Regions from separate parts of the Siniperca chuatsi genome. Here region 1 is linked to region 2. Evidence: chromatin contacts called from public Hi-C data. All regions are on one chromosome and are shown on one strand. The core of a region is the stretch at or near the end of the contact, and the rest is flanking DNA. Distances in the headings are between cores, read along the strand shown. Region 1 holds the start of traf3ip2a (E3 ubiquitin ligase TRAF3IP2). Region 2 holds the start of slc16a10 (monocarboxylate transporter 10).

What was found. Hi-C and Micro-C count contacts between places; a contact is called where the count stands out from the background.
Region 1: a contact with region 2 is called in a Hi-C map of skeletal muscle, with 3 times the contacts expected there. The contact joins the promoter of traf3ip2a here to the promoter of slc16a10 in region 2. A contact is called at or near these places in 2 of 3 Hi-C or Micro-C datasets (liver and skeletal muscle).

Annotation. Positions count from the first base shown.
Region 1 is chrLG16:2,376,537-2,381,515 of ASM2008510v1, forward strand. traf3ip2a (E3 ubiquitin ligase TRAF3IP2) reads right to left here and starts at 1,876. Exons shown (of 11, transcript XR_006374850.1): 1 at 1,740-1,876; 2 at 1,211-1,257; 3 at 613-1,116. It overlaps LOC122862805 (probable G-protein coupled receptor 139), which reads right to left. Exons shown (of 4, transcript XM_044168500.1): 4 at 2,148-4,107. The coding sequence ends at 3,098.
Region 2 is chrLG16:2,212,804-2,217,462 of ASM2008510v1, forward strand. It overlaps slc16a10 (monocarboxylate transporter 10), which reads left to right and starts at 3,406. Exons shown (of 6, transcript XM_044169776.1): 1 at 3,406-3,936. The coding sequence starts at 3,597. It overlaps rpf2 (ribosome production factor 2 homolog), which reads left to right. Exons shown (of 10, transcript XM_044169744.1): 10 at 171-763. The coding sequence ends at 356.

The DNA of each region.
Region 1 (4,979 bases), core at 626-3,125, 160 kb after region 2:
GCTGTCTGCCTGTCTGCCTGCCTACCTGCGCGCACTCTGCCTGTCTGCCTGTCTGCCTGTCTGCCTGCCTACCTGCACGCACTCTGCCTGTCTGCCTGCGTGCACTCTGCCTGTGCACTCAGTGCGCATGAAAATGTGTTTTGGGGGAGTGGTTTTGGAGGGGGCCTGAAGGGAGGGGGTGGGATTTTTTGGTTGGATACTTTCCATATCTAGCTGTCTCTTGCCAGTTTCTCCTGCGTCACCTGCCCTAGCTTTAATAAGTGTCTTGCCCTAAAATCAATCATTTTGCATGGGTCTCCATGGAGGGTGTTAGTGTCCCATGACAATAATTTGTGTCATTACATATGTCAAACACATGTTTTTCTAATTTGGGTGAACTGACCCTTTAAACATTGTAATCATCATCTACTGATAAATTAATAAATCTTGTGGTCAGAAAAATCATTTATCTGCTAATGTGTTTCAGAGTAACAATAAAAATAAAAGAGTCTGAAATCTTTCAGTAACAGACTGTTAAATGTAAGAACATATACATATTCCCCAATGCTGACAGTAACACCAGACACCCGTAATGTTTCGTGTTTCTAATGATAATGCAGCAGTGACACTGACCGGGCATACGTTCTGCAGGGTATCGTTCTGGGACGTAGTGGGTACAGTTACTGTTAGACATGAGCGAGAGAGGGTGCTCCAAGCTTTCTGCCTCCTCCACAGAGCGGTCCTGGGGATAGTTCGAAGGGCCTGCAAGGCCTCTACTGTGGTTAACCCGGGGGGCCCAATCAAACAGCGGTGCCTGCTCTCTGAGATCATGAGCCCAAGCACCTGCAGAGAGGGGGGGTTTCATCTGTCCTGACTGTGTAGGGGGGGTGAGGTGAGGTTGGGGGGCAGCATGACAGGCTCCTCTGGGTTCATGCTGATACTGGCTCTCAGGGAGTCTCCACTGGCCGACATTGTGTGCTGCCCCCCTAGCTTGTTCATAGCCATGTTCCTGCGGCCTTTTGCTGGTCTCTGTATGTCCACTACACTGTTTGCAAGAGGGAGGCCAGGCCAAGTGCAGACTGGAGGATGTCATGCTCTCATCCATCTCAACAGGAACACTCTGATGAGGGCAAGGTCCTGACAACAAGAGTCAACAGAAAAACAGGTTTGTACTTCATTTGGCTAGACCGATTCATGACTGCTGCAAGTCTGACAGGGTTTTGTTTCCTACCTTTAAAAGAGTCCATTTTCTCACCAAGGAAAAGTGTCTGTTAACCTCTGGTGAAGTGAAAACAAAACCATTGTTAAAGGAATTTAATAGAGCACAACAACTTAAAGAGACACATACACTACAGTACCTTATATAAGCACAACTGGCAAGAAAACTACGTTTGAAACTAGTTTGTAGATTCAAAGTGCACTTTTAACAACAAAGGCAACTATCACTGTCACTAATGAAAATACACATTTTACAAAGTAAATAGCAGATAAAGTACTAGAATGAACACGACAAAGGAGTATTTACACATTCTTAGTTCTTCCTCACTGAATAGGTGTGAAACACTGCATGTACCTTTAAAGGTGGGTTGAATGTAACATGAACGCTGCAAACTAGTACAAAGGTCAAAATCACTGATCTAAAGTATGCCTTCTTAAATGACAGATAAAAACTATCTCCGAAGTTTCCAATATGTTTTCCCCTATAAATTCACATACAGAGAATAAAGCAGAACTTGACTGTACCGCACTCCCACACCTACCTTTTCTTCGACCTGCTTATCCCTCAGCCACAGCACAAACCTGTTCTGAGGCAAACAGGAAGGAGAGGAAATATTCCCACTATGCAAAGCAGGGAAGTCTCATGACCCATTTATGCAAATAATGCAGGGCATTAAGACTGAAACTGCCAGGTTATTTCTTTGGCAAGGTAGGCATTCTGTGGCCAGTCAGATTGAACTGTTTCTTTGATTTGAAAGGTGGCAGGTCTCATTTTCATCCACTCTTGGAAAAGAGAACCTGTGAATCCTCAAGTAATAAATTAACATTAATCAAAAAGAACACAATTGACATGTACATACACAACATATCATTTGCAGCATTGCTCATATGTATTCAAATTTCATTTGGAACAAATCACTTCACTATTGAATATCATAGCAGTTTTGATCAGTCAAACATTTTTAAGGCTAGAAAGAAGGTCCACTTGCTCTCCTTTCACAACTACACATGACCTGAATGACTCAGGGCTTGATCACATCCATTGTTACAATAGTCCATCCACAGTCATTAGTTTATTTCATATGTTTTACCTGTGTTGTATGATCAAGTCACGCTAGCAGCAGTGTGAGGATGACGTTAGGCACAGTGGTGCTTTGAGCTAAATGCAAATGATATAATGCTAACATGCTGATGTTTAGCAGGTATAATGTTTACCATGTTCGCCATCTTAGTTTAGTGTGTCAGCATGTTAACATTTGCTAATCAACTCTAAAGTAAGTACAGCTGAGGCTGATGGGAATGTAATTAGTTCTGCAGGTCTTTGATCATAAACTAAAGTACTGGATTCATAAAAATTTTGATCTGAAGGTGGCACTAGAGGAAGAGTGAAGGGATCACTAAAGTTATTACAATTCATCCTCTGGGGAACATGTATGTCAGTACCAAATTTCATGGCAATCCATCCAATAGTTATTGAAATATTTCACTCAAAACCATGTGCCAACTTTATGGTGGTGCTGGAGGAAAAGTCAGGGGATCACCAAAGTCATTAAAATACATCGACTGGGAACCATGCATGTCTGTACCAAAATTTTTGCCAATTTGTCAAGTACATGTTTAGATATTTTACTGGATAATTGACAATGTTGATGCTGGACACTGCAGCTGGAACACCAAAGTCATTAGGATTCATCCTCTGAGGACCATGAATGTCAGTACAAAATTGAATGGAAATACATCAAAAAGTAGTTGAGATATTTCAGTCTGGACCAAAGTGGTGGACTGACCAGCCTTGCCATCCATAGAGCCACGCAACTAGGTGGCTAAAAAGACAAACACAAAAAAGTTAAACGATAATTATTTTTAAAGTCTGATCATTGTCCATTCTTCCAGATTCTTTCTACGCTGTCTGTTTGAGATTGGTAAGCACCACAGTCACAGGGTTGCTGGATGGCGAGGCCTTATGATCTACAACTGAGAAGACTTTCATGGTGGTGTGAGTGAGGACAGAGGCCAGCTCACGTGCCTTCACGTTACAAGTCACCACTTGGACCAGCTCCCGTCGGAAGCGCCGGCTGACCATGCAGTAGAGCAGGAAGTTAGTGGTGGAGTTGAGGTTCTGCAGCATGTTGGCCAAGTCTCCGGCCACGTTGATGGGGATGCTGTAGTCGTTCCTGTTGAAGTTCTCGTTGTTGTACTTGGTCCTCAGGATGCAGTATGTGACAAAGCGGGGCAGGCTGAGCATGACGAAGGCCACGGAAACGGTGCCCAGAAGCAGGATGGTCCTCCTCAACATGCCCCTGGTGCTCCTCCCGTGCATGACGCGACGCTCCTCCTTGGTGAAGAGGTTGCTGGCGCGGCACAGATGGTACCCGATGAGGTAGTTGAAGATGATGACCAACACAATGGGGATTCCACCTGAGAGGAAGGTGGTTATCCACACTATAACAGTAGAGTAGGCCTCATTGCGGTAACAACACCTAGGCAGCGTCACATTCTCTCCGTCCACAGTAATGTTGACAGGTGTGACGATGTTGATCCAGCCCAGGGGCACAGAGACAAGATGTGACACCAGGACGACAGCCACACAGGTCAATTTAGTGACCCAGGCCTGGGAGAAGTGCTGCTTGGCCGTTGTGCTGCGGAGGACGAGGTAGCGCTCGATGGTGAACACCACCACCATCCAGGAGGAGCTGTACAGCGATCCATACTGCAGGAATCCCAGGATGCCACACCAGGGGTGGGAGTGCCAGAAGGGCTGCACTAGCCAAAAGGTGAGGGTCAGGTCAATAAGGATCACCCACACCAGGTAGAAGGTGTCCACGATGGCCAGACAGCTCAGGTAAATGATGGCCGTGTGGGACATCCCGCATTTACGGTAGCACATCATATAGAATGTGAAGAGGTTGGCTGGAAGACACGAACATAAAAGCTCAGATGGATACATGACATTTGCCCGTCTGGTCGTATTTTAAGTTATTACCAATGACTTTTTAAATGAATTTATTAATTAATTGATTTTGTTTAAAACACAACATCTGACATTGTATCACCTTACTGTATAAAGTTGTTATGGCAGATTATCTTCTTAGCAAACAATCGCTTATTTAAACATCCAGCAGACACAGGGCAATATTAGCACCTGACAAATGTAAGTCCAATCTCCTGTTAGCTCTGGTTTGGTTTTCACCAACCCCTGAGAAAAATATTTGGCTCACTTGCTAGATGCTCTATTTTGCTCACCACCTGACTTTGTCTGTCTGCTGTTTGGTGCTGGGCAGGTAGAGTAGAGGTAGGTTTAGTTTATGAAAACCAAAACCATAAGCTAAAAAATGCTAAAACGTAACATAGAGCAGAGGGGAACTGCAGAGTTTGGTGATAACTCTGTAGGTTTGTCACTATGATTGACTGCTTTCACATTAGCATAGATATACTGCAGACATTTGATTCAATTGTTAATAAAAACAATGCTGATTAGTGCAAACACAGTATTTGAATGCTTAATGAATTAGTAATAATGTTTTTCAGTATGTAAATAAAAGGACATTTTGGGATTTGCCAGAATATTTAGTCTAGCTTAGCTCAAATACTAGAAGCAGGTGGAAACTCTGTCAAGCTCTGTCAAAAATGAAAAAAACAAAGTCTTCTAACAACTCCAAAACTGTTTTATTTACATTTTATTTTAGCTAGGTATTACACCCACAAGTCACCCAAATTTTGTCACAACAGTCTGCAAACCTGTAACTATAAGGACAGGACTTTTGAGATGCTGTGTATGTCAC
Region 2 (4,659 bases), core at 2,156-4,655:
TCTTACACTCTACATCGTCAGACTTGGTCCAACTTTGACCAGTCTGAGCCGTACTTATCTGTGCTTCAAGGTTGATGTTAACATTTGCATTAACATCAAAAATATAATAAAAGAATAAAAGTCAATTTCTCAAACTGACATGTTAATGTTTCTCTTTTTCACTGTTACAGCCCAAGAAGAAGAAGAACATTTCCCATAATGCCTTTGGTACCAAGTTCGGCCGGGTGCACATGCAGAAGCAGGATCTGTCCAAGCTGCACACACGTAAGATGAAGGGCCTGAGGAAGAGGAAGGGAGAGGTGGTCGCTGCAGACCAGGACGGACAGGGACCCAAAGTGGCCAAAGTAGAGAGCTGAGGTCGCTCTCACCACCTGTGCATACAGATTAATGTTCAGTACCTGTCAGTGTCCATCACATTGGTAGTGGACGGTCCTCTTGTACTTAAGACTGACCATGTGCTTATCATTGCCAGCTTTTATGGCCAAGGATGGGCATGTGACCATTCACCAGGCAAAGAGGATGAAGCTCCATTATTCCTGCCCTTATTGTGTTTTTTTTGTCCCCTTTTCCTTGTGACTTTCAGATGGTTCTTTGTCTTGAGCATCATGAATGTGTTGGCTCAGTTTTCTTGTAAAACCACATGAGTATCAGAAAGTCCAACAAATGTTATCTACTGGCATTTCAATGGTTTCTTCAATAAGTGTGTAAAAATGGGATTTCACTGACAGCACTCATTTTAAAGGAAATAAATGTCTCTAAACTATGTTGGGCTGTTTAGAGTTTTCATTTTTAGAAAATGTTTTCCCGTGTTCACTGTATCTGTGTCCTTATGACTTTTGATTTTACTTGATCACATCATTAAGTCTGACTTTATTTGCCTAAATTCTGTTCTTCCTAAACAGTGTTGAAACTTGTATCAGTTTTGTTAATTGCCATAGGGCCAACCGCACACATTTCCAGTTAAACCAGTCTTTCTCCCTAGTTATATTTGAATAAAAATAGCACAAAGATTCAGTGTCTTGGAATGAGTAAAAATGTGCTATGTTTCTGAGATTAAAATAACTACAAATGGTTGCTTTGACTGCACAGGGAGTAGATTAGTGCTATTTTTAAAATAAAGTTATTGCACTTGGCTGAAGTTATTGTACTTGGCCCCAAACACCTCCGAGACACATTATCTAAAGATATAGTTGCTCTAGATGGCATTGCCCTGGCCTCCAGCAGCACCGTAAGGAACTTCGCCATTATCTTTGATCAAGATTTATCCTTTAACTCCCACATGAAACAAACTTCAAGGACTGCCGCCTTTCACCTACACAACGTTGCAAAAATCAGGCACATCCTGTCTCAAAATAATGCCGGAACTAGTGCATGCATTTGTTACTTCTAGGTTGGACTATTGTAATTCCTTATTATCAGGCTGCCCGAATAAGTCCCTTAAGACTCTCCAGTTGATCCAGAATGCTGCGGCACGTGTACTGACAAGAACTAGGAAAAGAGATCATATTTCTCCAATATTAGCTTCTCTGCACTGGCTCCCTGTAAAATCCAGAATGGAATTTAAAATCCTTCTCCTCACCTACAAAGCTCTAAATGGTCAGGCACCATCGTATCTTAAAGATCTCATACTACCTTATTATCCCACTAGAACCCTGCGCTCCCAGGATGCAGGGTTACTTGTGGTTCCTAGAGTCTCCAAAAGTAGAATGGGAGCCAGGGCATTCAGCTGTTAAGCTCCTCTCCTGTGGAATCAGGTCCCAGTTTGGGTTCAGGAGGCAGACACCATCTCCAGATTTAAGAGTAGGCTTAAGACTTTCCTCTTTGATAAAGCTTATAGTTAGGGCTGGCTCAGGTGAGTCCTGAACCATCCCTTAGTTCCCATGAAGCACCTCTTTCCTTCTCTCCCTCTCCATCTGTATGCATTTTTATCCCATTACTGCATGTTACTAACTCAACATCTCCTCTATCCTGTAGTTCTGTTCTTTCTCGACTCTCTCCTCTCTCCTTCTGTCGCTTTCAGCAGGTATTTCTGCCTCCAGAGCTGCAGAGTCTGGATCTGTGGTTGTGGGCCACCTGCTCCCCCGTGTTCCTGCTGGACAACTGCTACTACAGTTGTTGTTATTAGCTCTGTTGCTAATACTGACATTATTATTCCTATAGTCATTCCTATTATAATTAATGTATTAATATTAATATCACCACTACCATTACAATATAACTATTTTAAAATTCTAGGTGGTATTTGCATTGTGCTTCCCCCACACCCCTCTTCTCTCTCTCTCTCTCTCTCTCTCTCTAAACCTCTCTCTCTCTTTCTCTCGCTCTCTAAACCTTACACGGCAGATGGCCGCCCACCCTGAGTCTGGTTCTGCTCGAGGTTTCTGCCTGTAAAAAGGAAGTTTTTCCTTGCCACTGTCACCTCGTGCTTGCTCATGGTGGGATTTGTTGGGTCTCTGTAAATAACATTATCTTTAAGCTCTTGTGGTGTCACTAACACCACAAGAGCTTGCTGTTTGACAATAAATCAATCAACACAGAACACAAGGTATCCTCAATAGGCGACCTATTAGTTTATTGCATACCAGCAGAAAATTGCAAACATCACTTACAGGATTATACAAACTCTGTAATGTAATATCTTTTAATTATGAGTTAAATCCAATTTACAATTTATCTGACGCCATACCAGCTCACTGTCTGGGTGGCCAGGTGTTCTACATTCACAACAGAAATCCCTTGATCTATTTGTTCTGTCTCTTAGTTAGGACTATTTACCAAACTATTAAAAAGCAAGTTATGTATCCTTAGATTGTTTTAATAACTGCAACAACAACAACTGGGATTAAATTACTGATATTACAGTTTTGTTTGATTAATTAGTAAAACATAATTTTACAAAATTATTTCCCCTATAACAATGGCATGTGGCAAACTGTCTAGTAACCTATGAAAGTGATTATATGAAATAAAGTGGGGGTCTATCAAGGGGAATAATATGGGGCCTTTTGTGAAACTACACTTTTGTTATTTTTCTTTTTTGTGTTATGATCTCCAACCACAGTTCACTCACATTTTACCCACTTTGTCTTTAATTTTCTGCTCACTGCACAAATCCCTCTACGTCTGTCCATCTGCTTGTCTGGCAGTTTGGCTATTTTTAGCAGCTGGAAAGGGGAAGTGAGACCTTTCATAACAGCAGTTAGGGAGCTGCCGAAGGAGGAAAACATTAAGCTGTATATGTAACTTTGTTTTTTATTACTAGTCGTGCAAAACGTATGTACTAAAGCAATATGTTGTCTGCATTTCAATACTTGGTCGTCACGGGTCAATGACAGTGCCCAATCAGCTGTAGGATTCCCGGAGCCCCGCCCCTTCGCACTGTCTATTTATAATATTGCAAGAGCAGCAATTGACAGTTACTGTAGGAACAGATGCTGCGTTACCAGCACCGCTTCAACTACAGCTCCACCTTAATGGATGCGACTTTACCCTAACCCGAAAGCCGTCATTGCTCAGATACAACGTGTGTTCATTTTTCTTAAACTTAAAAAAACTGCCGTTTCTTTGCTCTTTAATATAACCCTGACATAAAAACAATGACAGAAGGGAACAATATGCCAGAAGATGATACAGCGGGTAAGGATGAGGTGCCCGTCGGTGTGCCCGTCGGTGTGCCCGCAGAGGAGAAGCGGCCGGAAGAGGAGAAGACGGAGAACGGGGACTGGAAAGTGGCCGTGTCGGGGCAAACCGCGACTCCGGGAGCAGAGGAGGTCGAGTTTGTGCACCCCGAGGGCGGCTGGGGGTGGATTGTCATGCTGGCTGCTATGTGGTGTAACGGCTCGGTGTTCGGGATCCAGAACGCCTTTGGTATACTCTTCCTCTCCCTCCTCCGGGAGTTCGGCTCCGAGGACGATGAAGACCTCCGCTTCAGGACAGGTGAGTGAGGTTGAGGGGTGACGATACAGACCTGAATTTCAGGTGACGCAGGAGAAGAGGTTGTACGTTTAAATTTACCGTAAATGGCCTTAAATTTAGCACGTCATGTAATTATTTTAAATTCAGTTATGGAGCTACCTTGAGTGTGTACACAAATATTGTTTTGGAAGAGAGGCCATTTAACGTGTCCAGAGCACGCGGTTATAACTGTAAACTGTCTCCTCTGAAGGTCTCCGGTGAGACTCACTGAATTAAAGTTAACGTAAACGTTCATTTTGTCTTGCTCATGGACACAACGTTAGTAAAGAGAAACCGACCTCTCCACTCTCATGCTAATGCTATCCAGTTCTATGAATAAAATCAATTTTGTTGCCATGTTTTATGCCTTTTCACAACAGAATAGGTAAAATGCGTTTGCCATTTAGCCAACTGTACATACTGTAAGTTAGCTAACGTCAGCTAGCAAGTAATACGATATGTCGTTTCCTGGTGAGAGGGGAAAATGCATGACAGAAATGGAACTCAAGAAAAAGCTGTGGTTCAGTGACACGGCTGTGGGGATGTAAGAGGTAGAGCCTAATGCTTCTTGACGGCCAGGTAATGCCGTGGTACTAAATGTGGTGGCAATATATTTTCTGTGGGTGTGTAGTGGTTTCTGTCAGAAACCGAGCGATCCTTTGTGAAAGTTGCTAGCAGTTTGTAGGTGCAGCATGGTTTTAAGTG